Regions from separate parts of the Canis lupus genome. Here regions 2 and 3 are each linked to region 1. Evidence: chromatin contacts called from public Hi-C data. All regions are on one chromosome and are shown on one strand. The core of a region is the stretch at or near the end of the contact, and the rest is flanking DNA. Distances in the headings are between cores, read along the strand shown.

What was found. A called contact is a pair of places that touch in the nucleus more often than the background predicts.
Region 2: a Hi-C map of skin fibroblasts shows a contact between it and region 1, with 3 times the contacts expected there. The contact joins the enhancer-like site here to the promoter of QKI in region 1. A contact is called at or near these places in 2 of 9 Hi-C or Micro-C datasets (amygdala and skin fibroblasts).
Region 3: a Hi-C map of skin fibroblasts shows a contact between it and region 1, with 4 times the contacts expected there. The contact joins the enhancer-like site here to the promoter of QKI in region 1. A contact is called at or near these places in 3 of 9 Hi-C or Micro-C datasets (amygdala, liver and skin fibroblasts).

Annotation. Positions count from the first base shown.
Region 1 is chr1:52,354,822-52,357,858 of UU_Cfam_GSD_1.0, forward strand. It overlaps QKI (QKI, KH domain containing RNA binding), which reads left to right and starts at 1,535. Exons shown (of 8, transcript NM_001003021.2): 1 at 1,535-1,691. The coding sequence starts at 1,550.
Region 2 is chr1:53,014,570-53,017,606 of UU_Cfam_GSD_1.0, forward strand. No RefSeq gene overlaps it. Among named protein-coding and RNA genes, the nearest start is that of QKI, 660 kb to the left of the region's middle. Within about 2 kb of position 1,447, at least 10 of the 20 cell types and tissues checked have an H3K27ac peak or open chromatin away from gene starts, as enhancers often do.
Region 3 is chr1:52,875,016-52,878,052 of UU_Cfam_GSD_1.0, forward strand. No RefSeq gene overlaps it. Among named protein-coding and RNA genes, the nearest start is that of QKI, 520 kb to the left of the region's middle. Within about 2 kb of position 1,391, at least 5 of the 20 cell types and tissues checked have an H3K27ac peak or open chromatin away from gene starts, as enhancers often do.

The DNA of each region.
Region 1 (3,037 bases), core at 285-2,784:
GCGGCAAGGAGGGCCCAGCCGGGACGCGCGAGCTGCGGAGAAGCAGCCGACGCGAGGCAGCGAAGACGCCGCAGCCACCCGCCCCGCCCCCGCCCCCCCCACGGCGCGCCCCCGCGCCAGCCCCCACCCGGCCCCCGCCCCGGCCCCGGCCCCGGCCCCGGCCCCGGCCCGCCCCACGCAGGCGCGCGCAGGCCCCGCCCCTCCCCCTCCGCTCGCGGGGCCCCGGCAGGGGCGGGGCGACCCCCGGAGGGGGCGTGGCCACCGGGCTCGACGCGCGCACGCGCTCTCGGGCCTTACGGCTACGTGTCGGGGCACGTGACGCCCACCCCGAAAGTCCCCCGTGAAGCAACAGGACGTTAAAAAAAATTCTTTTCTTTGGGGGGGGGGGAGGGTGTGAGAACGGACGACAGTTTTTCTTTCTTTTTCTTTAAACAACAACAAAAAACTATAGTAACGGAGGAGAGAATGAGGCGTGCGGCGGCGAGCGTCCCGCTGGCGAGCCCTCACCCACCGCCACAGCCCGGCCGCGCCCGCCAGACGAGCCGGCCCGGCGGCGGGGAGCGGGGAGCGGGGAGCGGGGAGCGCGGAGCGGCGCGGCCCTCACCCCGCCCCCAGTCCAAAGCACCGCCACCCGCCGCCCCCGCCGCGCCCCGCCGCCCGTCCGCCCGTCCGCCCCGCCGCCGCCCCTCCCTCCGCCCGCCGCGCCGCGCCGCGCCGCGCCGGCGACCCCAGCCCCGGGCCCCTCTCGGGCCGACCACCCGCCGGACGGAGGCGGGAGGCGGCGGCGGCGGCGCCCGGGCCGGGGTCGGCGGCGGGAGGAGGAGCGCGCCGGCCGGGCCCCGCTAACGGCCGCCCTGCGCGGCCCCGCCCGCCGCCCGCCCCCGGCCCTCCCCGCGCCGCCGCCCCTCCCCCCGCGCCGCCGCCGCCGCCGCTGGCAGCGCCGCCTGAACTGAGGCGAACTCCGCCGCCAAGTGAGTGAGGAGGAGGAGGAGGAGGCGAGGAGGAGGAGGAAGAGGAGGAGCGGAGTCAGAGCGCGGCGGCAGCGGCAGAGGCGGCCGCGGCGGGGACCAGCCCAGAGAGACCCCGAGCCCGCGGCAGAAGCGGCGGCGGCGGCTGAGCGGGCGCGACCAGCCGAGCGAGCGGCGGCGGCGGCGGCGGCGGCGGCGGCGGCCCGGCTCCTCCTCGTCCGGCGCCGAGCGGCCCGCGCCCGCACTCGGCCCGCGGAGACCCGCCTCCCGCCCGCCGGCCTCGTGAGGGACGCGCCGAGCCGGCGGCCGAGGAGCGGCGGCGGCGGCGGCGGCGGCGGCGGCGGCGGCGGGCCGGGAGCGCGTCGGGCCGCGGGCGGAAAGTGCCTGCGGGGGCGGGGAGAGCGCGGCGAGCGCGCGGTCCGGCCGCCCCGGCGCCCGGCGCGGGAGCGGAGCGGAGCGGGACGCCGAGTCCCGAGCGGCCGGCGGCCGGGGCTCCCCGCCCCTCCCTCCCTCCCTCCTCGGCGGCGGCGGCGGCGGCGGCGGCGGCGGCGGCGGGCGGAGTGAGCTGCGGAGCCTGGAATATGGTCGGGGAAATGGAAACGAAGGAGAAGCCGAAGCCCACCCCAGATTACCTGATGCAGCTGATGAACGACAAGAAGCTCATGAGCAGCCTGCCCAACTTCTGCGGGATCTTCAACCACCTCGAGCGGCTGCTGGACGAAGGTGAGTCGCCTCGGCAGCCGCTCGCGGCCCCGCGCCCCGGGGCGGCCCATCTCCCCGGGACCCGACGCCCGCCGGCGTGTTGGGAGGGCGGGAAGGTCGCGGCTGGCGGGGACCGTGCGCCCGGGGACCCAGAGGCCCGGGCGGGGCGCATGGAGGCGGCGCCGAGGCCGGGCTCGCGGGGCGCGGCGGGCGGCGGCGGGCGGCGGCGGGCGGGCCGGGGCCGCGGGCTCGGGCGGGACCCGCCGGCGGGACGCTCCCCCTCCCCTCTCCCCCCCCCCCCAGGCCCGCGACCCCGGGCCTCGCGCCGCCGGCCTCGGCGCCCCGGGGAGGCTGCGGGGCGAGCCCCCTCGCGCCCCTGGCTTCCCGCCGCGCCTGCGAGCACCGCGACGGCCCGGAGCGTGGCGGGCCTGGCCGGGAGGAGCCCCGGAGGAGCCCCGGAGGAGCCCCGGAGGAGCCGGCCGCGCCCGGCCCGCGGGCGCCTGAAGGACACCGGCCCCGGGGCGCTCCCCGGGGGGCTCTCCCGGAGGCCGCGCGCGTTCCCACAGTGGAGGGTCCTGGGGCCCGCGGCTGCTGGGGAGTTGGTGCGGCTTGCGAGTACTCGAGGGGAGCAGCGTGGGGCCGGGCCACTGGAGGGAATGTGCCCGAGGAGCCCCAAAGTAGTGCGGACCGAGCCGGAGGCCGGGGCAAGATGACAGCCGAAAGCACTTTTCGTCCTTTTGTTTGGGGAAGCGAGAACTGTTGGGGAGTTTAACTTCACTTTGGGCGCGGGGTGGGGGGGGGGGGTGAGAACGAAATACCGCGAGGACGAGTCTAAACGTCGTCCCGACTCGGAGAGAACTTCGGCGGAGAGCGAACCCAGGACGCCGCTGCCTCGCTCTGTAGGATGGACGTTCCGAAGGACGGGGAGAAGAAGGGGCAAAGTTTGCAGAAAAGCTTTGTTGGCGGAGAGCGGAGGGTTGCGAAGAACGACAAGATTAATGTTGGCCGACTCTGGGATTCCTTTAACAAGTTCTTGCTTAGAGCAGTGCCCTGGACTGCCGAATTCTAGCAGCTCTGCTTTTCTGTGGAAGCCTGGAGAAGACAAAATGACCAACAAAGTCTAATTTGAAAATCGAGTACTCAGGAGGTTTTCTTTTTTCTTTTTTCTTTTTTTTCTTTTCCTGTCTCAGAAGCATCCCTGGAAGACTGATAAACTGTTTTATAGAATTGAACCGTGGATTTTAGATTTTTCATAGGAATTTCGAGATCTTTATAGAACTAGAGAAAAGGAATCTGAAGCTTAGAGAGTTGGAATGTCACTAAAGAACAAAAGACCGGAAATGTCTTCGTGATTAAAGATGGTTAAA
Region 2 (3,037 bases), core at 197-2,696, 660 kb after region 1:
TTCCTACTGGACAGGTGTCCATCCGAGAATGTTGGCACCCGTCTTGGAAAGTTGGGTGGGGAGACCAGGGCTCAGATCAATCAATCCAATGGCCCTAAAGATATCCCAGCCCCAGAAGAGCCACTGGCAGTGGTCTCAGACATAAAAGCAAGGAAAACGACCATGAGTCTTGAAGTAGAAAAACAGACATTGATGGTTCTAAGGCGTCCCCACGCCTGAGTGAATGACATTGTCAGCATTGGGATGGGAGGGAGGGCGTTGATGCTTTCGATAGACACGGCGACCCTGACTTCAGTGCTGTGTGGGGGTACGGGATCCATCCGAGCAAGCCTCTTGAACCACAGGTCTTCCTGTGACAAGGCTGTGATGTTGCAGCTTCCCCGCGTCCTCAGCTCAGGCCAGCCAGCGCCGTGGTTTTCCCTTTGCCTGTCCTGACCTCTTGCTTGCTCCCACCTGCTTTATCTCTGCATGCTGAGATTACATATTTTTCCCATGGCATAAATAAACCCACTTGTCCCTTTCAAGGTGACTAATTGTACCGAGTAGCCGGACTCGGAGGAAATGGTTACTAAACTTATCTGAGGGGGGGTGGTGGGCAGGGTGTGTGTGGGGGGAATGCATCTTGTCTATCTGGTAGGAGACGGAAAGGCACCGTTTTCTGGAGTGATCCTCATGATCATCCCTCACCTTTTTTTTTTTTTTTTTTTTAAAAAAAAAAAAAAAACAACAACAAGAAATTCTCTGAGAGGAACGAGGAATTGCCCGGTGACCTCTTACTTTTGCTTACCCCTGTCTGTGGTGTGGATATGGACTCAAATATATTTCAAATAAAGCCCTTGGAGGTAGAGGAGGCCTGGTGCACCCTGGAGTTTAGTGCATGAAGTCCTCATTAGGGCTGAGCTTTGGGCCGTGATGAAAGAAGGACGTCAACAGAGGCTTCAGAGTGGCCTCTGACCCCCACACAAAGCTGACTGAGATGAACTTGGCCTTGCCCCCGTCCCCTCTCCCCTGCGTCTCCTTCCCCCAGAGGGTCTGGGTGCGGGCTGCCAGCAGGGGCCTCGGGGACACTTCCTCTTGCGCTTCCCCTTTCGGGAGGGGGTTGTCACTGCGGTTGACACCGGGTTTGTGTTGGGCCGGGGGTGGGTGCCCGATAATTGCAATATTCCTCAGGCGCTTCTGTCTCCCAGATACGGGACGGTGGCAGCTGAAACACCTTATGAAAATAGCATTAAGATGTGTAATGTACCATAAATAAGCAGAAAGACAGGGCCAGGAAGCTGTGCTAATCACTGCTTTGATGTAGTATGAATTACTGTATTTTTAAGGGCCTCATGTTTCTGACTGCTTGTTTTGACTCAGCTGCCACCGCGTTCGTGAAGGCTTGGACCCAGTTTTCCACCTCTTCTCCCCTCCGTGGTGACAGCTGTCGTCCCTTGACTCACAGGAAAACGATCTCTCCGCCCTGCCCCTCCCTCCCAGCCCTTTCCTGGCAGGACTCCCTGTAAACCCGCCACTGTCCTCCTCCTCCCGGGGGTGACAGAGGGCAAGGACGGCCGCCTGGCCCCCGTCCAGGCCCTCCCGAGGTTCCTGTGTCATCTGCCAGCCGGCCCAGGCCTGGGCAGCAACATCCTATTTTTAATCTCGGGTAGCCTGGCCTTCTCGTAGTCTATTGGCCCCGTGGGGAACCGGGGTTTCGTGTTGACTGTGCAGCAGGGAGCTGGTGAGAAGCATCCCCTCCGGAGGGGAGCGAGCCTGAGGAAAGCATCCTGCGCCCCGGCCTGGAGTCGGGCAAGCTTGTTTGCCCCATGCTGACTGCCCACTTGCAACCAGGGCCAGATCCCAAACTGCTACTAGGGAGTGTTCGGGGACTTAGGTGTGATGAGAGCCCCAGGCCTCTCTTGATCTTGGGATCCTGTGGGTGACGCAGGGCCCAGGTGAGCGCCGCAGGCCTTCTCCGCCTGGTGAGCACCTGGTGGCCCCTTGCAGGCAGGACCTCTGGCAGCGCCTGTGCTGTCCCCCTGGGGACCTGGGCATGTCCCCTGCTCTGAGCCCAGCTCCGGAGGCGCCCTCTTGTGGCCTGAAGGACTTGGCACACACTTCTCTTGATCTTTTTCTTTCTCTTTTTTTAAAGATTTTATTTATTTATTCATGAGAGAGAGGCAGAGACATAAGCAGAGGGAGAAGCAGGTTCCCTGTGAGGAGTCTGATGTGGGACTCGATCCCAGGACCCCAGGATCACGACCTGAGCCAAAGGCAGACGCTCAACCACTGAGCCACCCAGGTATACCATTGTCTCTTTCTTTCTTTCTTTCTTTCTTTCTTTCTTTCTTTCTTTCTTTCTTTCTTTCTTTCTTTCTTCTTTCTTTCTTTCTCTCTCTTTCTTTCTTTCTTCTTTCTTTTCTTTCTTCTTTCTTTCTTTTTTTTCTCTTTCTTTCTTTCTTTCTTTCTTTCTTTCTTTCTTTCTTTCACAACATTATTAAACATTTTCTCATTTTTTGTGTGCTCCTTTAGTCCTTGGAGTGAAAAGCATTTGCTGTTGTTTGAAGATGGGTAGGGAGAGTTACACTATCACCCTCATGTGTTAAAGCCCCGGGTCAGGCCATGCTCAGTCCCTCACACCTGGACACTGAACACACTTCCACAAAGGTCTCCTCAGCTTCAGGATTGTCACCCCTCATCCTTATTTATGCATGTGTCTCAAAATTAAACTAAATTTCTTAAAACTGTCTGTTTTTTCCTCTTTACTTTGTTCAGAGAGTGTTAAGAGCTGCCCTCTGGGTGGAGTCCAAGGGGTGAGCCCATCATAAACCACTACATCCTGCCCGTGTGTGGGGATATCTGCCTCCACTTTGCTAAACCATTTGCTATGAGGACCTGGCCTCTGGGGACCGAGTAGTGGCCAGGCACCCTCCTGCCTCCTCCCCTGGCTGGCTTCTCTGTGGACACCAGGCCCTGCTCGGGGGTCTACGCCCTCCTCCTGGCCCACTTTGCCTCCCCGTCTTCACCCACAAGGTCTCTGCCTTCACTCCTTGTGGAA
Region 3 (3,037 bases), core at 141-2,640, 520 kb after region 1:
CCGAAACCAAATAATTTTTGTGTTTTAACTCGGTTCCCTGGAGTTGGAGTCTGGAACTTGTTCGGAAACCTGCGTCCCCCGTTCTGGGCCTCCTGAGCTTAGTGCTGGGTCAAGACCCACTCCCACGGGCCAATTGTACAACTTTCTTCCCGATTCTTCATCCAATGGCCTCACTTTGGTGGCTAGAAATTGGCCACGTGGGACTCTTTACATCACAGACATGGGCAAGTGGTACAAATCAGGGCTTTATTCCCTGATTTTCCCCTGATTTGTGTTCATTTTTAAATATTTGGCAGCATACTTCTGTTTCTAGCCTGCTATTTAGGGCACTTTCTGCTTGACAGCTCTGTGATGATGTGGTCCTGTGGAATAGTTTGTTTTTAGCTCTCAGTTGCCCCTTTCTCTGGGACATGAACTACAGAGAATCTTGTCTGGTCTCCAAACCCTCTTGTGCCACATGTGACTGGCTAAGGGACCTGGGAGTGGCAGGCATGGGCTTCTCGTGAGTGCTGGGTTGGATTTCCTCCCTTTCATCAGGGACATGTTATTCCAGCCTGGTCCTCACCATTGGCTGCTAGAAATAGCCATCCTGTGGCCTGCAGAGCCCCATCGGGGCGAGAAATGACCTGAGGAATGTGATTGTCTCCCCTGGAGTCACACTTCCCAGTCAAAAGATGGCTGAGAACCACCTCCATGAATATCCCCTTTGCAGGAAAACACTTGGTGTTATTTACCTGCGCTACACTGTGTTTTCCCCACATCTGCCCCCTGCACACAGTTTACAGTGTACACCTCCCACACATTCCAGAGTCACCGTTCTGCCTGGGGCAAAATAGAAAGTACAAGACAGCATAGAGTATGTGGGAATAACATCTTTACAGACACTGATTTTTTAAAAGATATGTTTATTTATTTGAGAGAGACAGAGAGAGAGAGAGCGCGAGTGTGCTCACAGTGTGGGGAGGAGCAGAGGGAGAGAACATCAAGCAGACTCCCCACTGAGCACGGAGCCCAACCAGGGGCTCGATCCCAGGGCCCTGAGACCAGGACCTGAGCCGAAACCAAGAGTCAGCCTCTTACTTAACCCACCGCCCCACCCGCAACCCTTGACCTAACATTGATTCTTTTATTATGAGATCGAAATGGAGGATGAAAATATTCACATTCTCAGGCTCATCTACACATGCTTTTGGGAAAAACTAGAGGCCAGACCACTTGAGTTATTTATACTTTATTTATAAAGGGTGCTTTGGCATTTGGATGAGGCAATGGCCAAGGTTTGGCTGTTTCATTGGTGAGATGTTTGCGTGCGTGTGTGTGCGTGTATGGACCACACATAAGCTCTCCTAAGGCTCGGGGGTGGACTGAGTCGTCCCATTCTTGCAGATGCCACCGTTACTGGCATCTTGCACCTGTCATGCTACACATATCTTGGCCAGTGGGGACAGGCGCCCCTCCTGAGAGGCGCCGTCTGCTGTGACTAAAGCAAGAGCACAATGTGTGTGCGCCAGTGAAGTCTATTTTGCATTCTTGATCTTCTTGTCTGGCCACTTTATTTGTCCTCCTTCTAGCTATTTTGGTTTGAAGTGGCACTACTTTCACTTTGAACCAAATACTTTTCTCTCTGTACAACCCAATTTGTACATATTTTAAAAGACTCTTTCTGTTTTGTTTTGATCCCTTTGGGGGTAGGTGTGTGTTGAGTGAGATACGGGAGAAACGGTTTAAGGAAAAATCATCCAGATTACGGATGTGAACTTCACCCAAGTACAACTTTGCCAAACCGACGTGCTTTCTTCGGTTGATGGAGATTGTTTTTGAGAGAGAGAGGTATCTGTTCCTCATCTCCCTGAAAGTCATTTATTTCCACTTATTTTAGGCTGTACTTTCACATTTTTGTTTTTCTGCACTATTTATGATAGAAAATTGGCATACTTGAATTGTCAACCATGTAGGGAAGATTTAAGTCCTTTTAAATTTTCCAATGTAAGTTTTACAGTTTGATAACTATTTTATAAAAAATATTCCTTGGTTTCTATTCCGCCCCCACCCCCTTTGGGATCTCTTAGCTATATTTGAAAATGCACACATGATAAAACCTAATAATAAAATTCTGAGCACAGATTTCTCTCATGCAACATTCTTGAACCATGATTACATTTTTTTTATAATGCTGTGTCCTAATGGGCCAGATGACATTCCTGGCGTGTTACTCGTTGAGCCATCTTAACCTTGACGGGACTTCAAGTGCTTCACAGTCAGGGCTAGTGAACAGAGCCCCCTGCTGGGGGTTCTGGGGATCAGATTTCCAATGCAAATCGGAGGGTCGCCCCACTGAGACCTGGGAGACCAGGAGGCTGGAAGATAACCAACGCCCTGGGAACAGGAGTGGCGGGCTTTTGACTGACAGCAACAGTCAACATAATCTCAAAGGATTTCTTCAATAGTGCTTCATTTCCTTTGAAAGTTTGGGTAATAAAGGCAGAGACTGATCTATTTAAATCACTGTTTATCAAATCAGTATTTCCTGAGAAAGTGTTCTTCAGGTTATTGATAGGTGTACAAGAAGAAAAGATGTCCTGTTCTCCAGTAAGTCTTGAAAATGGTAGATTAAATATGACTCCTCATTGCAGAACTTCTCAGAGCCTTTAATATGAAAAGAGAATTTCAAACAACGCATATTGTTTTCCCTAAACTTGTTTGACTGTGGGTATTTATTCTGAGCACATTTATTAATGTTTTTGAAACAATTCATTGAATATCAGTGTAGGAAATCCACTGTCATTCCTTTCTCATTTTTTTCTAAGAGTTTTGTCTGGAAGACTATTTCATTGTACTTAAACTCTAATTTTACTAGAGTACATAAAACTGAAGCCTATTACTTACTAATATTTTTGAGATTTTTTTTTGCTCTCCTGTGATGATTTCTTCTTTCTTTCTTCCTTCCTTTCTTTTCTTTTCTTTTTTCTTTCTTTTTCTTTCTTTCTTTCTTTCTTTCTTTCTTTCTTTCTTTCTTTCTTTCTTTCTTTCTTCTTTC